Linked DNA regions of Mus musculus: all the other regions are linked to region 2. A link is a contact called in public Hi-C and HiChIP or PLAC-seq data. All regions are on one chromosome and are shown on one strand. The core of a region is the stretch at or near the end of the contact, and the rest is flanking DNA. Distances in the headings are between cores, read along the strand shown. Region 1 overlaps 4932412D23Rik (RIKEN cDNA 4932412D23 gene). Region 2 overlaps Gap43 (growth associated protein 43). Region 3 has its middle 25 kb from the start of Gm29960.

Region 1 (2,716 bases), core at 144-2,643, 470 kb before region 2:
CTGGACTACAATGGAACTATTTGCTAAAAATGTATACTTGCATTCTATGGACCAAGTATCAGGATTTAAAATTATCATTTGAATTGCAATTATAAAAACAAAACCAAATGGTGAATACTCAGCATGCCATTCTGAGGACTTCTTCCTGTTCCAGAGCCTGGGTTTGCCTTCCCCTTTGTTTCTTATCCTCTCTGAACCCTAAGGCTATTTCTAATGAGAATGCTTATCACACAGCATTTTGGTGTCCACTCACTTACCCACCTCGGTCACTTGACTCTAACTATCCCAGAGGAAGATGCTGTAGCCAGAAATGGTTCTAAGATGAATAAGTGGTTGAGCACAAAGAGAGCTAGAAAGCAACGAAAAGCGTTTGCATAAAGAGCTGAGATAGAATAATTCTGAGACGTTGTTCTGGAAGAGTAGACGTTAAATCTTCATTGTTGGGGTTTCTGACAGCTATTGGCATGAGGGGCAGGGTTCTATTGGCTGTTGCACTGTAACATTTTCCAAAGTAACCTTTTAGATCCTTTTCCTAAGGTCTCTCTGCCTTCCCCTGGATAATCAATACATAGATGAATCTGAAGGCTGCAGCTGTCTGAGTTTATTGTGCTGTTGTTACGCTTCGTATTTAATGATTCTAGTCTTCTGAGTGCATCCAGGAAATGATTCTGTACTCTATCTGGATCCTGTTCTTATTAGCATGGCCATCTTTCTTTCTTTCTTTCTTTCTTTCTTTCTTTCTTTCTTTCTTTCTTTCTTTCTTTCTTTCCTTCCTTCCTTCCTTCCTTCCTTCCTTCCTTCCTTCCTTCCTTCTTTCTTTCTTTCTTTCTTTCTTTCTTTCTTTCTTTTGTAAGGTGATTGTGTATTTTATATACTTATACCTATCTATGGCGTTTGACTACTGAAGGGTGGAAAGATGGCCCCCTTTTGACTTTTCTGGCTTTAAGCAGAAGTAAGATTATCAAGCCAAGAAAGTATATCCTAGAGGAATTCAGGGGTACGTGAATAAATAGTGTACTTTGGTGATAAACATTTGGAAGTGAAGTACTGTAAAAGCATATACATTCTGGTGGAAGAAGATGGGAGGTTTCTTTTTGACTCACTGCGGCTGTATTTTAATCTAACTAAAATTCTGGCATGCACAGGAAATCCCCAAAGCAAAGTGCCAGATGTCTTTTCAGGATCCTAGAGACATGGGATTCAGTGGGATTCGTTGCTAAGAAGATGATTCCCCCCTTCCATTCTTCACACTGATCTGACACCCGAGCGACAGGGAATTGATGTAAGCAGAGCAGGGATCTAACAATGTCAACTGTGCTGACATCATCCTAGCTGTGCAGGGCTGATGAGAATTTAGAACATCAAACACCCTCCGAAGGGCAGCGACCAGGTGTGACTCATTTCCCTGGAGAAGCCAGGGAGGAAGAGAGAGGGCAGGATTACTTCACACTGACACACGCTGCCTTTCAAACAGAGCTATCTGACTAGCTTTTCTGAGAACAGGAAAACATTCTTCTGTCTGTCTCCTCACTTCCCACCGGAAGCACTTTATATTCCAGTCTACCCAGCTTGCTATGCAGTAGAGTACTTTGACATCGTAATGTATGAAAATACACGTTCTCAGGATCATGAGGTTTTCTATTACATAAATCCAGCTATGAGAACGATTCAAAGGGTTTTGCTAGTCTCTTTTTCTCTCCCAGTGACATCAGGTGAGCTGTGCAGACACCACTGAAATAAAGAGAAGCTGAACAAAAGAGCACAGAATAGAGCTGCTGACACTGCTCTGCTGTTGCTAAATGAGGATAGCATTGCAGGTCCCTAACCGATTCTGCTGCTTAGATGGAAGGGGGAGGAAGTGGGCACAGTCAATGCTCAACAATTACTTCTTAGATAAATAATATAAAGAGCCTGTACATTTATGCATGGGTGCCAATATGCAGGCTACTATCTACTTTATGTCATTGGTTATTTGTCAGTTGGTTTGAAGAGTGAATAGATACTGAATCCAACAATATCTTCTGGTGTTAAGGTACAGTTTCCAAAATCTCTTCTTCGCAGAGAACGTTTCATTAGAACATTTGAGATGGGACAATTGAGCCAGTAAAGACTGTACATCAAAGCAGTCAAAATGCCCTCCAGTCGGATTAGTGTGTAATAGCAATTCAGGAGGTATAGTGAGCTGAATTATGATTGTGTCTCTTCAAAATGATCCCAGTGTGTCTTGACATTTTGTGGAATATTAGCTTATCTATTTCTTGAGTCAGTCACAACACAAGCAAACCAGGGACAATGCTTGTTGTTACCCTGCACTTGATACTTAAAATGCCAGTTATTCTCCCTCTTACTGTGCATGTTTAGAAAATGGCATATGCGGGACAGATCGTGAAGCATACTGGAATCAATGGGCATTGGCTGTGATTGGTATAGGTCGAACAGCACCAAATGCTGCATTACAGATCTGTAGGATGTTACTTGCACAATACAGATGCTTGTGAGGAAATAAGATGGGTGGCTTTTTAAGAAATATATATATATATATAATGATATAATGAATTCCAGGTTATTATAAGGTACTAAATCAATTTGTAAGGGAGATAAATTAAGCTAGCATGTTCCTAGAAAGAATCCTAAGTTTAGGAAGCAGATGTTGAGATGGGTAGGAAAAGAATTACATTTCACTTCTTATGCTTTGAGACCTACTTGGTAAAGATTT
Region 2 (3,041 bases), core at 76-2,575:
TTTGGAGCTCAGCAACATTACCAAGTACTTACATTATCAGTGATGATTGAGCCTGGAAGTTAGCCAAGGCCACCAGGTAGTGAGGGTAGGATTAATTTAGGCTGCCTGTAATTGGTCCCTCAGAAACTGCAATCTAGGGATTTGATAGACAGAGTTGGAAACTCTTGAGAGAAATGGGTAATATGCTCTTTCTAGGTAAGTACAAGTATAATGATTTCAACTTAGATTTCAATCTTCTTAGGAAACTTAGATGTCACTTTGACCGAGGCATAGCGGGTCTCACAGAGTCCTTTCATCTCCTGGAATGGTCTGTAACATGTTTTACTGTGTGTCAATATGGATGAGAGTTTGGTCTTTCATCAGCTATTCAGCTGGGACCAGTTTTCAAAACTGTTCAGCCCACTGTACTCGAACAATCCCCAGGACGGGCTGTGCGTGTGTGTATTCTAATGAAAAGTGACGTGTCTTGTAGGATCACCTTGAACAGTCACATAATGAGTTAGGCTCATCGTGGAGGAGACAAGGTAACCCAAGGAGCTCGTTTCATTGTCATACAGATAACTTTCCTTTGCTAGCAGGTGTGACTTACGCAAGAGCTCTAGGCGTTGTAAAGAATACTGGTATATAAAAGTAAAAAGAAAAATGCTGTTGTTCAGTGTACAATCTGGAAGCAATGTAAGGCCTTTAAAAAGGAGCAAGCAAGCAAACAACAAGCAAACAAAACGAACTCCTGGCCCCAGAGCTATGTGAAAGTATGTGTTTGACTGGAAACACAGTCTAATTGCAGAGAGTAAGTTCAGATGTCACCAGGGTGGCAGGTATCTGAATGAAGGAAGTGAACTTAATTAGGCAACATTGCTATAGCACCAGGGAGGGGAAGGTGACTGTGTTAGACCTTAAAATGTTCAGACCTGAAGTGATTGGGGCTTTAAACTAAACAATGGCAGATGCTTTTGCTACATTAAAATAGTATGACAACTGATGTCATAGTATTTTATGGATTCAAAGGTCTTAGATATAAGATAAGACCTTATCCTATAGAGATAAGGCCACTGCAAAGCATTACCTGCTCTCGAAATCCATTTCACAATGTAACATTAATTTTAGTTCATCCACTCCCATGACTTCATGACTTTGGTAAACAATATTTCTAGACTTAGATTTTGGTTACCTTTAAAAGGACTTAAAAATACAATTAACTTCAGAAAGGCTTCAAAGTAGGACCTTGCCACAGCAAATCGTTCCTGAACCAATTGTGTGCTTTGCTTTGGATTCGTGGCTGGTCCGCAGACCTCAAGGTCGGGAACAGTATTACTCTGTTGCCCTCTGCTGGGGAAAAATGGGAAGTTCACCAAGAAACAATGGCGCCCAGGCCTTTTCAACGCAAGGAATTTGGGTGACACTGAAGTCCAAAGCAGCCTTCAGGCACATTCATTTAATGCTGATCACAGGCCTCCCAGTCAGGTACACTTCGGCATTATGTCTGTATTCCTTAAGTAAAAGGAGTAATTGGATTTTTTTCTGCAAGAGTGTAAAGCTAAATTTTAAAAGTAGTTCAGAAAAATAGTCCGGCTTTTTCCTTGGCTTGAGCGCTGGGGGCTCCTTTCCAGAGCACCGTGTGTGCTTCATCGTGGGTGGTGAACATCTTGCCACCAGAATAAACTAGGGTGGGGCTCCGAAGTCATTTCTAAGCTCTGTTCGATTTATTATTATTATTTTTAATGGCGAGGAAATGTGCATTGATACTCATGACTGATTTCTCTTGTCTCAAATTATCGAGTTAATGCCTTGGTGTTAAATTAGATTGAGAGTGTTCTCTTTGGTGTTCCTTTGGTTTTCTGCTCAGCTGACTTTTTTTCTCCTGCTAGAGGTGAAAGATTCTCTGTAATTAAGAAAGGGGTGGGGCGGGTGCTAAGAGATAAAGAGAGAGATGAGCTGTGAATTGTCACGTGTGCAAATTGATGACAAACTTCTCAAAGAAAACGATGGGAGCCAAGTGAGGTAAGAAAAAGGGACATTACATTCTAATGGTCCTTTTTTATTATTATTTTAAAGGATCAATAATATGTACATGATGCTCTGCCTGCGGTTTCCATAACAACCCGCCTCATTGAAAGACGGCAGGCTCCGCAAATCTCCAATTATCAGCCTTCCAGGGCTTATTAATGGAGCCGAGGATCCCAGTGAAGCAGGCAGCTCATTGTTGGCACGTGCCTGGTGGGCTGGCAAGAGGGTGGGAGCAGAGTGAAGTGGAACTGTGTAGCGAGCCAGCAGCCATTTGTCCCCTGTCGCTTCTGGGGGGTGGGGGGAGATGCAGCCACTCAAGAGACCTGAGCACATCTTCTGAAGCCTCCTGGGGCTGTACTGATGTGGCAGGCAGCTGAGGGCGGAGGGTGTAGACTGCCCTTTCAGCTACATACCAACCGTCATCCTCCTGTAGTAAATCTACAAGAATATAGTACTTGCTCCATTTGTCTATTGAAGTCCCATAATTTATTGAGGATTCTTCACAATAACAATTGTGACTCTGTTCCCAATGCTATCTATCCCAAGTCTTAATTAAAATGTGAAAACAACCTAATTCGTATCTGATCACTTCGAATTTGTCAGTCCTTGGTCTGACAATCATCTATTAGGTCCTTACGAAAAGTCATTGGAAGAGCAAAGGACTTAGTAGAGAATACCGTTAATCTTAGCACTCCAGAAATAGAGGTGAGTGGAACTCTGAGTTCAAAGCCAGCCTGGTCTACAGGGAGAGTCCCAAGACAGCCAGGACTACCCAGAAATCCAGTTTCAAAACAAAACAAACAAACAAATAAAAACAAAGCAAACAAAAACACCAGAAAACCAGTTTTTAAAAGGAGCAAGCAAATATAACACTGATGAAAACTATAGATTATTTATGCTTTTGTTCTAGAGTAATTGCTAAATTCTGTATATGTAGTAACTTCCTGAAGCCACAGTCACTCTGTGCTTAGGCTATTATTTACTTTTATAGATACAGAAGGGAGCAACAAAACTTCATGTGTGTGGATGGATCA
Region 3 (2,956 bases), core at 396-2,895, 400 kb before region 2:
AATTTTTTCATATACATATTCTCTGTTTGTTGAGATGATCATATGTTTTAAACTTTTTATTCCATTAATATGTCCTGTTGTAGCTGCATATGCATCAAAAGATGGCCTAGTCGGCCATCACTGGAAAGAGAGGCCCATTGGACACGCAAACTTTATATGCCCCAGTACAGGGGAACGCCAGGGCCATAAAAGGGGAGTGGGTGGGTAGGGGAGAGGGGGTGGGTGGCTATGGGGGAATTTTGGTATAGCATTGCAAATGTAAATGAGCGAAATACCTAATAAAAAATGGAAAAAAAATCAAAAAAAAATATGTCCTGTTGAGTGATTTTCATGTTGGAACAACCTTTAAGTTTTGTGGTATATAATCATACTTTTATATTTTGTTGGGATCGGTTTACTAGTGTTCAAAAGAATGACATTTGCATCTGGGTTTATGAGATATTGGTCTGTACTTTTGACATTCTTATTTGTTTTTAGTTCTGGAATAATATTGTTTCATAGACTTCAAATATTTTATCAGGAGAATGATGCTAAAGACTGACTTGGTCAACAGCAAGGGTGCTTTTTGTTTGTTTGTTTTTTGTTTGTTTGTTTGTTTTTGTTTTGTTTCTGCATTTCATACCAAAGAGTGATGCACAAATTAGAAGGGGACGAAACATGCAACCTGGAAAATGGGTATGTAGGTAATGGAAGGGACCAAGTTGGAAAAGATGAGGGTCAGAAGTGAGGTGTAGGAACAAACATTGAAGAAACATGTTAAATACAGCATGTTTTAAGATATTTGTGTTAAGTACTATTTGTATCTCCTATAACTTATCTCTTAATGGCATTTGCAGCATAGCTAGCTACAAAAGCCTTTGGCTTCTTTCAGTTTCATATTTGCTGGCACTGCTGCTTGCTCTACATCCTTAGCATCAGCCAAACTATTCTCTTTGCTGGTTTTACAGGTGAGACTAAATTTTAGAGAAGGGACTCTGTTTAAAAACCCAGGTGAAAAACAGAAGAAACAAGGAAAGAAAGACTACAAATGCATACATAATACTGCCTCACGATATTCCAGATAAGCACAGGATATGTTTCTGAACCCTAGTTAGTCATTGGGTAAGAAAACTTGGCTTGAATCTGTGTCCTATAACGGCCAAAACAGAAACTACTATTTTTCCTTCTCTCTGTGCCTCTGTACTATGTTCCATGTTCATATCAAAACAGACTATCTGTAAAAATCAACAAGTCTTACAAGTACTTTATAAGTCATCTGTGGTAGAAATGATTTCATGTTTATTAGGAGTTCCTCCTTAGGAAATTAAATAGCATAGAAGAACAAAGTTACTTTTCACTTCCTCAGACTATGAAGGCATGGAGGAAGTCTGCATTCTCCATGTTCAGCCTCAAACATTTAGCATCTTGGGTGAGACATTGGCTCTTCCTTTTTCTCCCGAAGAGCACAAATGAGGATTTAGTCTTCTCTAGTTTCCCCACTTTTCAACCATAGATTCAAGTGGGAATGAGGAGTTATAGGATACTCTGCAGGGCAAACAGGTCCATACACATAAAGCCTTTCAAGCCATGCTATACACAGTATCTGCTGTATTAATGTTTGCTGTGGTTATATTATCCCTTCCCAGTTACACATAACCTTCACAGCTCGCTATTGTTTGCGTCCATCTGGAGTTACTCATTTCCTGCCTGACTTCAGTCACATCTGCTGCAGGCCTTTAACATTTGTGAATTTGACATTTGTGAGCTCAAGCATTCTAAATCCACCCAAATAGTCATGACTCACTGAGATTTGAAATTTTCTTCAAGCAAAATTTGTCTCAACTTAATCTGGAAGGACCGAGCCTGCAGAACTTAGTCAGTGAGTGGATGTTTTGCCACATCCACTTTTCCTGTGCCGTTGTTGAATCTTGTTCTATGCGGTGGTGATCTGAAGGCAACCCAGACAGGGAAGACTATTGCAGTATACGTTTGGCTGTTGATTCATACCCTCGCTGCACTTCAGAATGTATGATGTGCCTTTGTATTGTGACCGAATGTCATTTCAGCTTTCACAACAACCACTCCAAAAGACAGGCCACTGCACACACACAATTCTGAATACAATTGTGAATAATTTAGATGAGAAGAAAACTGGGGAGTGTAGTTAGAATCTGATTGTCTGGGGAGGTGGGGAAATCTCGTAAAAATAATGCAAAGGCTTGGACTGAAGGAGGAACAACAGGATGTATGAGTAAGCTTTGCTGATGTAAAGGGAAGTGTGACGCTCAGAGATATGGAGTAAAGAGAAGACAAATAAATGTTCCTGGCTCAGATCTTGAGAACAGCTTTAGAGTCACTGGAGCTGTCCAGCAATGGCAAAGTTTAAGTGTGGGGGACACTGAAAATATTTAAGCAATGGCTAGAGAGTTCTTGGCCAAGAATTCATGGCCACCTGGCCTTGCTCCTGGAGCACCATCTACTTGTACAGACGAAGAACATTAGCTCTACACAAAGACTCCAAATCTCTCTCTGTCAGAGAGGAAGTGCTGTACCTAGGATTAGCTCTTCCTGTTTCCTGTATCTTTCTATGTCATTTCCGATTTTCTAAGGGGCTTTGGATGGAGGTTTCATTTGATTGGCATTTACTCTTGGCTTTATCCCAGGATATGACTTTCAGCAGTCTCCTGGAAATGGTTGACCTACCTAGTCTTTGGTTCGGTTCCTAACATCTCTGTAGTTTGGAACTGTTCACCAAGGAGAAAAAGAAAGGTACACACCATTGTAAATGTAATGACCAAATGAAGGAATATGATTTCTGTCATTTTTAGGGACCTATTCTTTTATCTTTTAAGTGAGGGACCAAATGTGAAAAGATATTGGGCTGGATTGTCTTTATGGGCAGGCTTATATCATTGTAAGATGTGTATTTGTACGTATTTGGAAAACCAGACTTTTGATAAGGGTTAGAAAGATAATA

Evidence for each region. Hi-C and Micro-C count contacts between places; a contact is called where the count stands out from the background. HiChIP or PLAC-seq counts read pairs in DNA pulled down with a chosen protein or histone mark.
Region 1: a contact with region 2 is called in a Hi-C map of the N1E-115 cell line, with 7 times the contacts expected there. The contact joins two enhancer-like sites. A contact is called at or near these places in 5 of 484 Hi-C or Micro-C datasets (the N1E-115 cell line, cerebral cortex, cortical neurons and 1 more), 6 of 115 datasets of contacts at active chromatin or transcription factors (SST interneurons, embryonic basal ganglia, embryonic forebrain and 3 more) and 2 of 9 other capture datasets (embryonic stem cells and pancreatic islet).
Region 3: a contact with region 2 is called in an H3K27ac HiChIP or PLAC-seq map of heart atrium, with 9 times the contacts expected there. The contact joins two enhancer-like sites. A contact is called at or near these places in 8 of 484 Hi-C or Micro-C datasets (the C2C12 cell line, LSK cells, adipose-derived mesenchymal stem cells and 4 more), 3 of 115 datasets of contacts at active chromatin or transcription factors (cardiomyocytes, embryonic stem cells and heart atrium) and 1 of 9 other capture datasets (embryonic stem cells).

Annotation. Positions count from the first base shown.
Region 1 is chr16:42,745,073-42,747,788 of GRCm38.p6, reverse strand. All of the region lies in intron 1 of 4932412D23Rik (RIKEN cDNA 4932412D23 gene), which reads left to right. Among named protein-coding and RNA genes, the nearest start is that of Gm29960, 94 kb to the right of the region's middle. Within about 2 kb of position 1,393, at least 69 of the 459 cell types and tissues checked have an H3K27ac peak or open chromatin away from gene starts, as enhancers often do. A contact at or near this core is called in the N1E-115 cell line, SST interneurons, cerebral cortex and 1 more, where this site is marked.
Region 2 is chr16:42,274,930-42,277,970 of GRCm38.p6, reverse strand. The region is part of intron 2 of Gap43 (growth associated protein 43); the gene reads left to right. Among named protein-coding and RNA genes, the nearest start is that of Mir6540, 27 kb to the left of the region's middle. Within about 2 kb of position 1,325, at least 50 of the 459 cell types and tissues checked have an H3K27ac peak or open chromatin away from gene starts, as enhancers often do. A contact at or near this core is called in the N1E-115 cell line, SST interneurons, cerebral cortex and 2 more, where this site is marked.
Region 3 is chr16:42,676,185-42,679,140 of GRCm38.p6, reverse strand. No RefSeq gene overlaps it. Among named protein-coding and RNA genes, the nearest start is that of Gm29960, 25 kb to the right of the region's middle. Within about 2 kb of position 1,645, at least 48 of the 459 cell types and tissues checked have an H3K27ac peak or open chromatin away from gene starts, as enhancers often do. A contact at or near this core is called in heart atrium, where this site is marked.